Linked DNA regions of Mus musculus: region 2 is linked to region 1. Evidence: chromatin contacts called from public promoter capture Hi-C data. All regions are on one chromosome and are shown on one strand. The core of a region is the stretch at or near the end of the contact, and the rest is flanking DNA. Distances in the headings are between cores, read along the strand shown. Region 1 holds the start of BC062258 (a long non-coding RNA gene). Region 2 holds the start of Ube2u (ubiquitin-conjugating enzyme E2U (putative)).

What was found. Promoter capture Hi-C pulls out the DNA fragments that hold promoters and counts their contacts.
Region 2: a promoter capture Hi-C map of hippocampal neurons shows a contact between it and region 1, with 2.6 times the contacts expected there. The contact joins the promoter of Ube2u here to the promoter of BC062258 in region 1. A contact is called at or near these places in 12 of 39 promoter capture datasets (the 3T3-L1 cell line, cranial neural crest, embryonic stem cells and 7 more), 1 of 484 Hi-C or Micro-C datasets (uterus) and 5 of 115 datasets of contacts at active chromatin or transcription factors (the 230-238 cell line, embryonic stem cells and epiblast stem cells).

The regions. Positions count from the first base shown.
Region 1 is chr4:99,927,868-99,932,314 of GRCm38.p6, reverse strand. BC062258 (a long non-coding RNA gene) reads right to left here and starts at 2,497. Exons shown (of 2, transcript XR_003955079.1): 1 at 2,301-2,497; 2 at 1-1,670. Pgm1 (phosphoglucomutase 1) reads right to left here and starts at 2,864. Exons shown (of 11, transcript NM_028132.3): 1 at 2,504-2,864. The coding sequence starts at 2,749.
Region 2 is chr4:100,476,673-100,481,119 of GRCm38.p6, reverse strand. Ube2u (ubiquitin-conjugating enzyme E2U (putative)) reads right to left here and starts at 2,253. Exons shown (of 10, transcript NM_001033773.4): 1 at 1,873-2,253. The coding sequence starts at 1,938.

The sequences.
Region 1 (4,447 bases), core at 1,248-3,747:
GCAGTTTTTAATAAACCATTTTGCAGACAGAGGCACCAGCATTGAGAAAAGGCAAAAATGGCTGATTTGGCACAGGTCAGGGTTTTCTGAAGTTCTTGATCATGTCCTGTTCTCTCTTCTCCCATAGACCAATGCTCCAGAGAGGCCCAGTCTTCAGTTCTTCTAGCATGCCTGCCTTCCCAAAGCCCCTGTTCTCCTGGCTCACAATGCAAAGCCCTACCTGGTGGTGAGTACTCTGGGACCTGAGATACCCCCTTTTCTAATTATGGCACAGTCAAAGTGCAGCCTGCCCGCAACTTCTCAGCTTTCAGAGTGTTCAGACAAGCAGATGCCAGCTAGCAGCTAGCAGCTAGCAGAGAAAGGCCCAGGTCTCCTGCTTATCCGCCACTCTCTGATGAGCTCTAACTGCACCTCACGCTGAAAACAGACCATGACAATTTATTTCTTACAGACGTAATCTTTTACAGAATTTGCTAACTGCAGAGGTCCTGGACTGATACCCTTGAATGTACCAAGGAAAGACCTTCATGTAAAATGCAATCCTGTCTTAAGCTTAGTCTCCAATGGGCACATATGACTTACAAACATAAATTCACTGGAATTGTGTTAATCTACTCTAGTGGTATCTATGAGAAAGGAGCAGTTGCTTTATGGAGATTTGATCTTAAGGGAATCACCCCTGGGGAGGAGCGATGCTTAAGAGAATCTGAGCAGCAAGCTGGGGACAAAGACCTAGGGTATAAGTATGGCGAGCCATGGGATGGTGGGAACGATCAGTGGCGTGATCAAGACAAGGAATGAGACTGTTAAGCGCAAAGTCAGCCAAATGCAGGGCATAGGTAAAGGCCCACAACAGTGCTACAGGGAATGAGCAAGCAGAGTCACCCTCCCTGAGGGGGCGTTTCAGCAGAGAGGCGGAAGCAGCAGGGCTTAGACGACGATAAGGTGGCGAGTGGCAGTGTAGGAATCCTGGAACTATTAGAGTTTGGCCAAAGAGGGAAGAGCAACAGGCCAGTGGCTAATGCGTGATGATGTTTAGTAACTTTCTGTTGTTGTCTTCACGCTTTCCTTCTCACTCCACAGTACTCCCAAAGTGGCAGAAATCCATTTGAACCCTAAAACTCACACTATGCTAAAAGCTCCTACCGACAAGGCTCACTCCTGCCTGGGAGCCTTCCTTTTCCCCACCCATTCTCTGTCCTGGGCATAGGCCAGGGGACTGCTGAATGAGGCCCCTGTGAGCAAGGGTGGAGCTGAAGGGATCCTCCCCACAGAGCTGACCGGCCTCTCTCCCACATGGAAAGCTGTGGTGGTCTGAACACTCCTGGGCATACAGATACAAATCCCAACTTCTTTCTCTGTTTGTCAATGTCTGACCCATCCAGGAAAGTCTACATACAGAGCTCAGTTTAGATCTTGAAAACTGGAAAAAGAAGGTCTTGCAATTTATGAGTCCCTCGATTTTCAGAAGCCACTCAAGTGGTACCGGAAGGTCCGTGCTGGATTCAATGTTCCCGTTATAGTTTTGGTAAATTCTTTAACCTGCCCAGGCTTTTTAGTACTCTCCTCGGTGACTTTAAAGTACCCATAATAGCGTCTTCCTTATAGGGCTTCAAGAGGGTTCTTGAGACACACCAGTGAAATGTTTGTCACGGTGCTTGGCAAGGCAGCTTGAAATAAGTTGAAATACAAGTTATTGTTGAAGGGAATGGGCCCCAGAGGAGCTGAGAGAAAGTCCAATGTTATTGTAAATATACAAAGAAAACGTGTTCCTTAAAACTTCTTTTAAAGTATCTTGTAGAAACAAATAACCAATTCCAAATCCACATTTACAAATCATCAGATTTATAGGAGAAAAAAAAGTTTCACCTCTCTAGTGGACCTGCTCAATTAAGACAGTTAACCTTCTTAACCAGGGGGCGGAACTGGGGGCGTTGCATTAATTTCCTGGCCTGTCAGGACAGCTTGCATAAGAGAGCCCTTGGGTATATTGTTATTGCTTTAATGAAAATTCAGGTCCAGCCCCCTTGGTGGAACAGGTCCAGCAGAGACTGGACTTTTCAAAAGCCTGAACCCAGGCAGCAGGCCCGGCAGGGGAGGAAGCGCCTTTCCCAAGCCAACCAGAGGGCAGGGAGAGAGGCTTGGCACCTGCGGGCCCAGATCGCTGGCTTAACGCCCCAGGGGGATGAGTGCTCCGGTCACCCCGGCCCTCCCAACACCTGGCCTCGAGTCAGCGGGAGGTGCCCCAATCCCAGACCAGAATAGCACAGCGCCACGCAGGGTCTGCACGGCGGGCTCACCTTTCCCCGGCATAGCCATTGCGAAACGTGGGGTGTGGGGGGATGGGGTGGACGGGAAGCCGAATAGGGGTGTGGGGGCGGGGGTACTGCCAAGGTCAAGGGAGCGTGCGCGGGGCGGGGACGGGATGGTGGCGCGCACGGAAGCGCCGGCCCAGAGAAGCCCGCACGTAGCACACGCTCAGCCCGGCCCGCGCGTCCCTTACCCCGTTGGCTGCAGCGATGCGTACGATGAGCTGGATGGCCTCGGTCATGTAGAAGCGGCCGTCCCCGCCCACAACCAGCGTGGCCTCCTGCCTCAGCGCCGGCTCCACGGTAGAGACGATGCTCTGGATGAAATTCTCCGCATAGTTGGCGTTGCTCTGGAAAACCTTCACTCGCTTCCGCAATCCGCTGGTGCCCGGCTTCTGATCCGGATATGCCTGCGTCTTCACTGTCACGATCTTCACCATGGTGGCGGTTGGCTGCGAGGCGACAGTGGCTGCGGCTCTGGCTGCTGCAGAGGGCTCAGGGTCCGCTCTGCTCTTGCCCTGGAAACGATGGCCCAGGGCCTGCCCACGGCCCGCCCACTTCGCCAAAGTCCGGCTGCCTGGGAAGAGGGACGGGTCACGGGGTCGAGAGGGGCGGAGTCTCCCCGACTGACACATCTCTACCTGAGCCAATGGTCTATATAAAGAAACTAGCTCTTTAACTGGAGAGCAGAGCTTCATCTATCGATCATAGTGCAAGGACGAAGAGTTCAGCACGTTACTGTGATTGGACTAGAGTGTCACGTATACATTCCAGAAGCTGGTCTAAAAGACAGAAAAGCCATCCTCCGACTTTTTTTTTTTCTGCAAGGACAGGCTCAACCCCAAAGTTATATTCAGCTTTCTACTTTTTATGTGTTTGCTGTGGGCCACATGCTACTTCATTAGTGATTGTGGATATCCGAAGAACTGATTTGTTTAGTGTATAGTTTCTAGATCTTCCAAAAGTACGGGTTTTATTTTTCCGTGCTTCTGCTCACAACACTGAGAAATTCCGATAATAAAATCCTTCCTCGCCGGGCGGTGGTGGCACATGCCTTTAATCCCATCACTTGGGAGGCAGAGGCAGGCAGATTTCTGAGTTCGAGGCCAGCCTGGTCTATAGAGTGAGTTCCAGGAAAGCCAGGGCTACACAGAGAAACCCTGTCTCGAAAAACAAAACAAAATCCTTCATCACTTGAGGAAGTTCAGCTCAGTTTGGGTCTGAACAAGCCAGGCAGGCTCTTACCAGGGTTGGCCTGTCTGTCATCCATCACGTTTGACAACTAGGAAATGGAAACTTTGAAGGCAGCCTAGATAAACATAGATACAGCTATAAGGCGTCAAAGGATTACTGTGACAGCGGACCCAGTGATTGTGAAAACAGCAAGAGCTAAGGCAGTCAAAAAGGATTTGATTATTCGGTAGGAATATTTTCTTCTGCCTTTCTTAGTTTTTTTTTGTTTTTGTTTTTGTTTTTTTGTTAAGAGTCTCTGCTTGACAAATGTGTCATTTTAGTATACCAAGAAAACAAATACCTTTAAGAAAGTTAAGTCTGTGAGTGTCCATCTTAAACAAATGTAAAACCTTTCAAAAAGGATTTCTGCAAGAAAGAGGTTGTGGTGATGATGACTGTGCCTGTATTCCTACACACACACACACCCAGAGAGAGAGAGAGAGAGAGAAAGAAAGAGAGAGAGAGAGAGGGAAAGAGAGAGAGAGAGAAACATTCCATAGAGGCATAGACCTATACAGACTTGAAATGACCCCAGCTTAGTACAGTCCACGTGAAATCAGTATTAGTTGATGCAGTCATCAGACTGTACTTAAAACCTATCAAGCCTAAAATTATCAGCTCCTCTCTCCAGTTGCAGTACTAGAACATACTGATAACCCATGAACTGAGCTTGTACTCATACTTTCACAGTGGCTAATTGGTGTCTCTTGATCAAGCAGGGAGGTTGGCTGACATATGTAAGTTCTGCCTCAGAACAAATGCTAATAGGTATATGGATATGAAGTTTATGTGTATACAGCATAGCTGGTTATAATCACTGTCATTGAGCTTCTGTGGTAGCTATGTGGAAACTGACAGCTGCTCATAATTTCTAATATTTTCCTAAGAATTTACAGCTTATAGTC
Region 2 (4,447 bases), core at 1,004-3,503, 550 kb before region 1:
GGTAGATGTCAGGAAACACATGAAATAATAGTAAATTAGTAACAAAATCCTAAGAGTAGAAACCACTGGTAGGATGGGAAGAGAGGCTGGGCAGTGTGTCTATGCAGTACGTGTGTAGGGTATGGCCATTTATGATCCCAATTAGAAAAGAAGAGAATAGCTGGAAATTTGAAAAAAAATGTGTGTTTCCTGAAGGTTTCTGAAGATGATTCGGATATCACGTGGAAGGCATGATGTAAGAACATTTTCACTAAAAAATTCCAAGCTTACCTCAATTTCCTATGTTTACGAGTTGGATTTTTTTCCTTGTGTTATGAAAGGAAATATAAAACAAATCACTTTTCTAGTTCTAACTCTGATATGGATTTTGTTTGGTTTTGGCAATGGATAGGTGCATAAAAATATATCTAACAGTGGAAGTGTGAACTCCAATGTGAAGATCTGCAGAGTCCGTTCCCACATGCCATTCTGACTGCGGGAAGCTCATTGGAGTGTATTTACTTTCCATCTGGTTAATTTTGACGTGTGATTATTTTTAAAAATTAATTTTCATATTAAACTTTATAAAACTTATTTAAGAAAACAAAATTAAAATGTCAAGATTACTTTTGTATGTAAAAACAAACTTTCCTACACTCAAGTAGCGTCTCTATGAAGAGACAAGAATGAGCTTCACAGAAAACCTTAACAGCTATGCTGAGTGTACTTAAGTTCAGCAAATTCTTCCTGAGCCAGCACAGTGATTGCGTTTGCTAGGTGACTGTCAAGGTGAGCACTGTATTTGTCTGCATGCATTATCTGTACTGATATAAACCCATCACTGAGTTCTATTATGCCAGAGAACGATAATGTCTAGATTGAACAGAAATGTTATTCAACATGAGGTCATGCATCTGTAATGTTTATATAGCTGATCTTAAGCATCTCTGAGGAGGGCTTTTTCTTTTTTAATGTGTTTATAGTAGGAGTAAAACAGAACTTGTATTATGAACTACCACCACCAAGGCTATTGTTAGCACCTCTGCACACACTCTTTTATGGATGGCTTTGTTTCTAAGTTTGCTTTTTGCCACTTCCCTTTCTCCTCATTCTCTATTTTTCATTTTCCATATATTAGTCCATGGCACAAATGAATGCCAATAACTTCACTGGTGACATTGGAACAAAGGGTAGTTTTTTTTTTTTTCCTTCTGCATTAAAATTAGAAGGCAAAGACATAAGAAAGAAAGTACTGGAAAGTATGCAGTAGAACACGAAAATTAAAAACAAAGGATTGGAAAATGATATAGTGTGTCGGGTGGTAGTGGGAGGAGGCAGGAGGCAGGAGGCAGGAGGCAGGAGGCAGGAGGATCTCTGAGTTCAAGGCCAGCCTGACCTACAAACAGAGTTCCAGGACAGCCAGGGCAGTTATACAGAGAAACCCTGTTTCGAAAAACCAAAACAAACCAAACCAAACAAAGAAGGAAGGGGAGGAGGAGGAGAAGCAGCAGGAAGAGGAGGAGAAGGGAAGGAAGAGGAGGGAGGCGGAGGATCCTGACCCTGGAGACATATCTATACTGACTCTTCCCTAAGCATTACGTTTGCTGGTCAGCAAACAAAACATGACTCAGTTTACAGTATTCATGAGTGCAACCTGAACCTGCCAGCCCATGCTTGGCAGACTGATACTCACGGCTTCAGCTCACTAGGAATTGCCCTGCACAATGTACTTAAAATTGTTACATCATTATTTTGAAACAGTAGTTATTAAAGAATACTGTAGTTGAAAAGTTGGTGTAATTAAATCATGGTTTACAGAATAAACACGGACTAACCTGCTTCTTAAACAGCATCACTGGATGAAAACAGACCCCTTCAGGCTGCTGTACTTACCTTTCTTGTGTCACGTTTTAACTCCCTGAATTCTCTTTCCAGCAAGATGTAAGCTTTGGAGTACATACTGAGGTTGCTACTTGTCTTGGTTTACTCAGGGCAGAGTTCCTGACTGAGGTCTCCGGTCACCCTCTGACCCCTGGTTAACGGTTACTCACTCCGTAGTCAAGTAACTGCTAAGATTAGGATTTAACAGTGACTTTCTTTTCTGACTCCTCCAGACGGGAACTTCCCGAAGGAAGACTGGGGTCTTTCCTATCTGGGCTGTCTCAGCTTCCACCCCTAGACAAACTTGGGGACCACTTGAGAGATGCCGGAGTTGTTGGCTGGCCAAGAGGAAAAAAATGCAAACCCGAAGCAGCACTGCCAAGTTCTCTTTCTACCTGACAAGTAAAGGCTATGTTAGCTCAGCGGGACAAAGCAAACTGGTTGCCAAGCAACAGTCCTCTGGAGGCGGGGCGAGGTTGTCATCTAATCAGCTACCGGACTGTAGGTCCTCTTAGCCAATAGACAAACAGTTTCAGTGGGAAGGCCAATGAAGTCAGCATTCAGGATGACATCACCCACCCCTCAGTGCACCCGGACACCAGTGGGGTAGGGGGTCTTCCCTGCGCCCAGGACTTGTCTATAAATCATAAGCTTCTCAATAGTGCTTGTCCACTATGAACCTTTCTCTTTGACTGTCAGGTAACAAAAATATATGACTGGTACCCAAAGCTCATCACCCAACTGCCTTTTGCAAAAACCTCCCAAATTTCTGAAGTTGGAATTCCAATTTCTAAAGCTAAAACCATTCCTGCTTCCCAATGAGGGAGGCTTCTACCCCAGTTATTCATCCCCTGTCTTAGTCAGGGTTTCTATTCCTGCACAGACATCATGACCACAAAGCAAATATGGGAGGAAAGGGTTTATTCAGCCACATTGCTCTTGATCTCACAGAGCTCTTAACACCGAATGGATCTTTTAGCCCAAAGTTCCAAAGTCCTTCCACAGTCCTCCCCAAAACATGGTCAGGTTGTCACAGGAATACCCCACTATGCTGGTACCAATTTCTATATTAGTCGGAGTCACAGTTTTACTGCTGTGGACAGACACCATGACCAAGGCAAGTCTTCTTTTTTTTTTATTACATATTTTCCTCAATTACATTTCCAATGCTATCCCAAAAGTCCCCCATACCCTCCCCCACACTTCCCTACCCACCCATTCCCATTTTTTTTTGGCCCTGGCGTTTCCCTGTACTGGGGCATATACAGTTTGCGTGTCCAATGGGCCTCTCTTTCCAGTGATGGCCGGCTAGGCCATCTTTTTTTTTTTTTTTTTTTTCCATTTTTTATTAGGTATTTAACTCATTTACATTTCCAATGCTATACCAAAAGTCCCCCATATCCACCCACCCCCACTCCCCTGCCCACCCACTCCCCCTTTTTGGCCCTGGTATTCCCCTGTACTGGGGCATATAAAGTTTGCAAGTCCAATGGGCCTCTCTTTCCAGTGATGGCTGACTAGGCCATCTTTTGATATATATGCAGCTAGAGTCAAGAGCTCCGGGGTACTGGTTAGCTCATAATGTTGTTCCACCTATAGGGTTGCAGATCCCTTTAGCTCCTTGGCTACTTTCTCTAGCTCCTCCATTGGGAGCCCTATGATCCATCCATTAGCTGACTGTGAGCATCCACTTCTGTGTTTGCTGGGCCCCGGCATAGTCTCACAAGAGACAGCTACATCTGCGTCCTTTCAATAAAATCTTGCTAGTGTATGCAATGGTGTCAGCGTTTGGATGCTGATTATGGGGTGGATCCCTGGCTATGGCAGTCTCTACATGGTCCATCCTTTCATCTCAGCTCCAAACTCCGTCTCTGTAACTCCTTCCATGGGTGTTTTGTTCCCAAATCTAAGGAGGGGCATAGTGTCCACACTTCAGTCTTCATTCTCCTTGAGTTTCATGTGTTTAGCAAATTATATCTTATATCTTGGGTATCCTAGGTTTGGGGCTAATATCCACTTATCAGTGAATACATATTGTGTGAGTTTCTTTGTGAATGTGTTACCTCACTCAGGATGATGCCCTCCAGGTCCATCCATTTGGCTAGGAATTTCATAAATTCATTCTTTTTAATAGCTGAGTAGTACTCCATTGTGTAGATGTACCACATTTTCTGTATCCATTCCTCTGTTGAGGGGCATCTAGGTTCTTTCCAGCTTCTGGCTATTATAAATAAGGCTGCTATGAACATAGTGGAGCATGTGTCCTTCTTACCTGTTGGGGCATCTTCTGGATATATGCCCAGGAGAGGTATTGCTGGATCCTCCGGTAGTACTATGTCCAGTTTTCTGATGAACCGCCAGACTGATTTCCAGAGTGGTTGTACAAGCCTGCACTCCCACCAACAATGGAGGAGTGTTCCTCTTTCTCCACATCCTCGCCAGCATCTGCTGTCACCTGAATTTTTGATCTTAGCCATTCTGACTGGTGTGAGGTGGAATCTCAGGGTTGTTTTGATTTGCATTTCCCTGATGATTAAGGATGTTGAACATTTTTTCAAGTGCTTCTCTGCCATTCGGTATTCCTCAG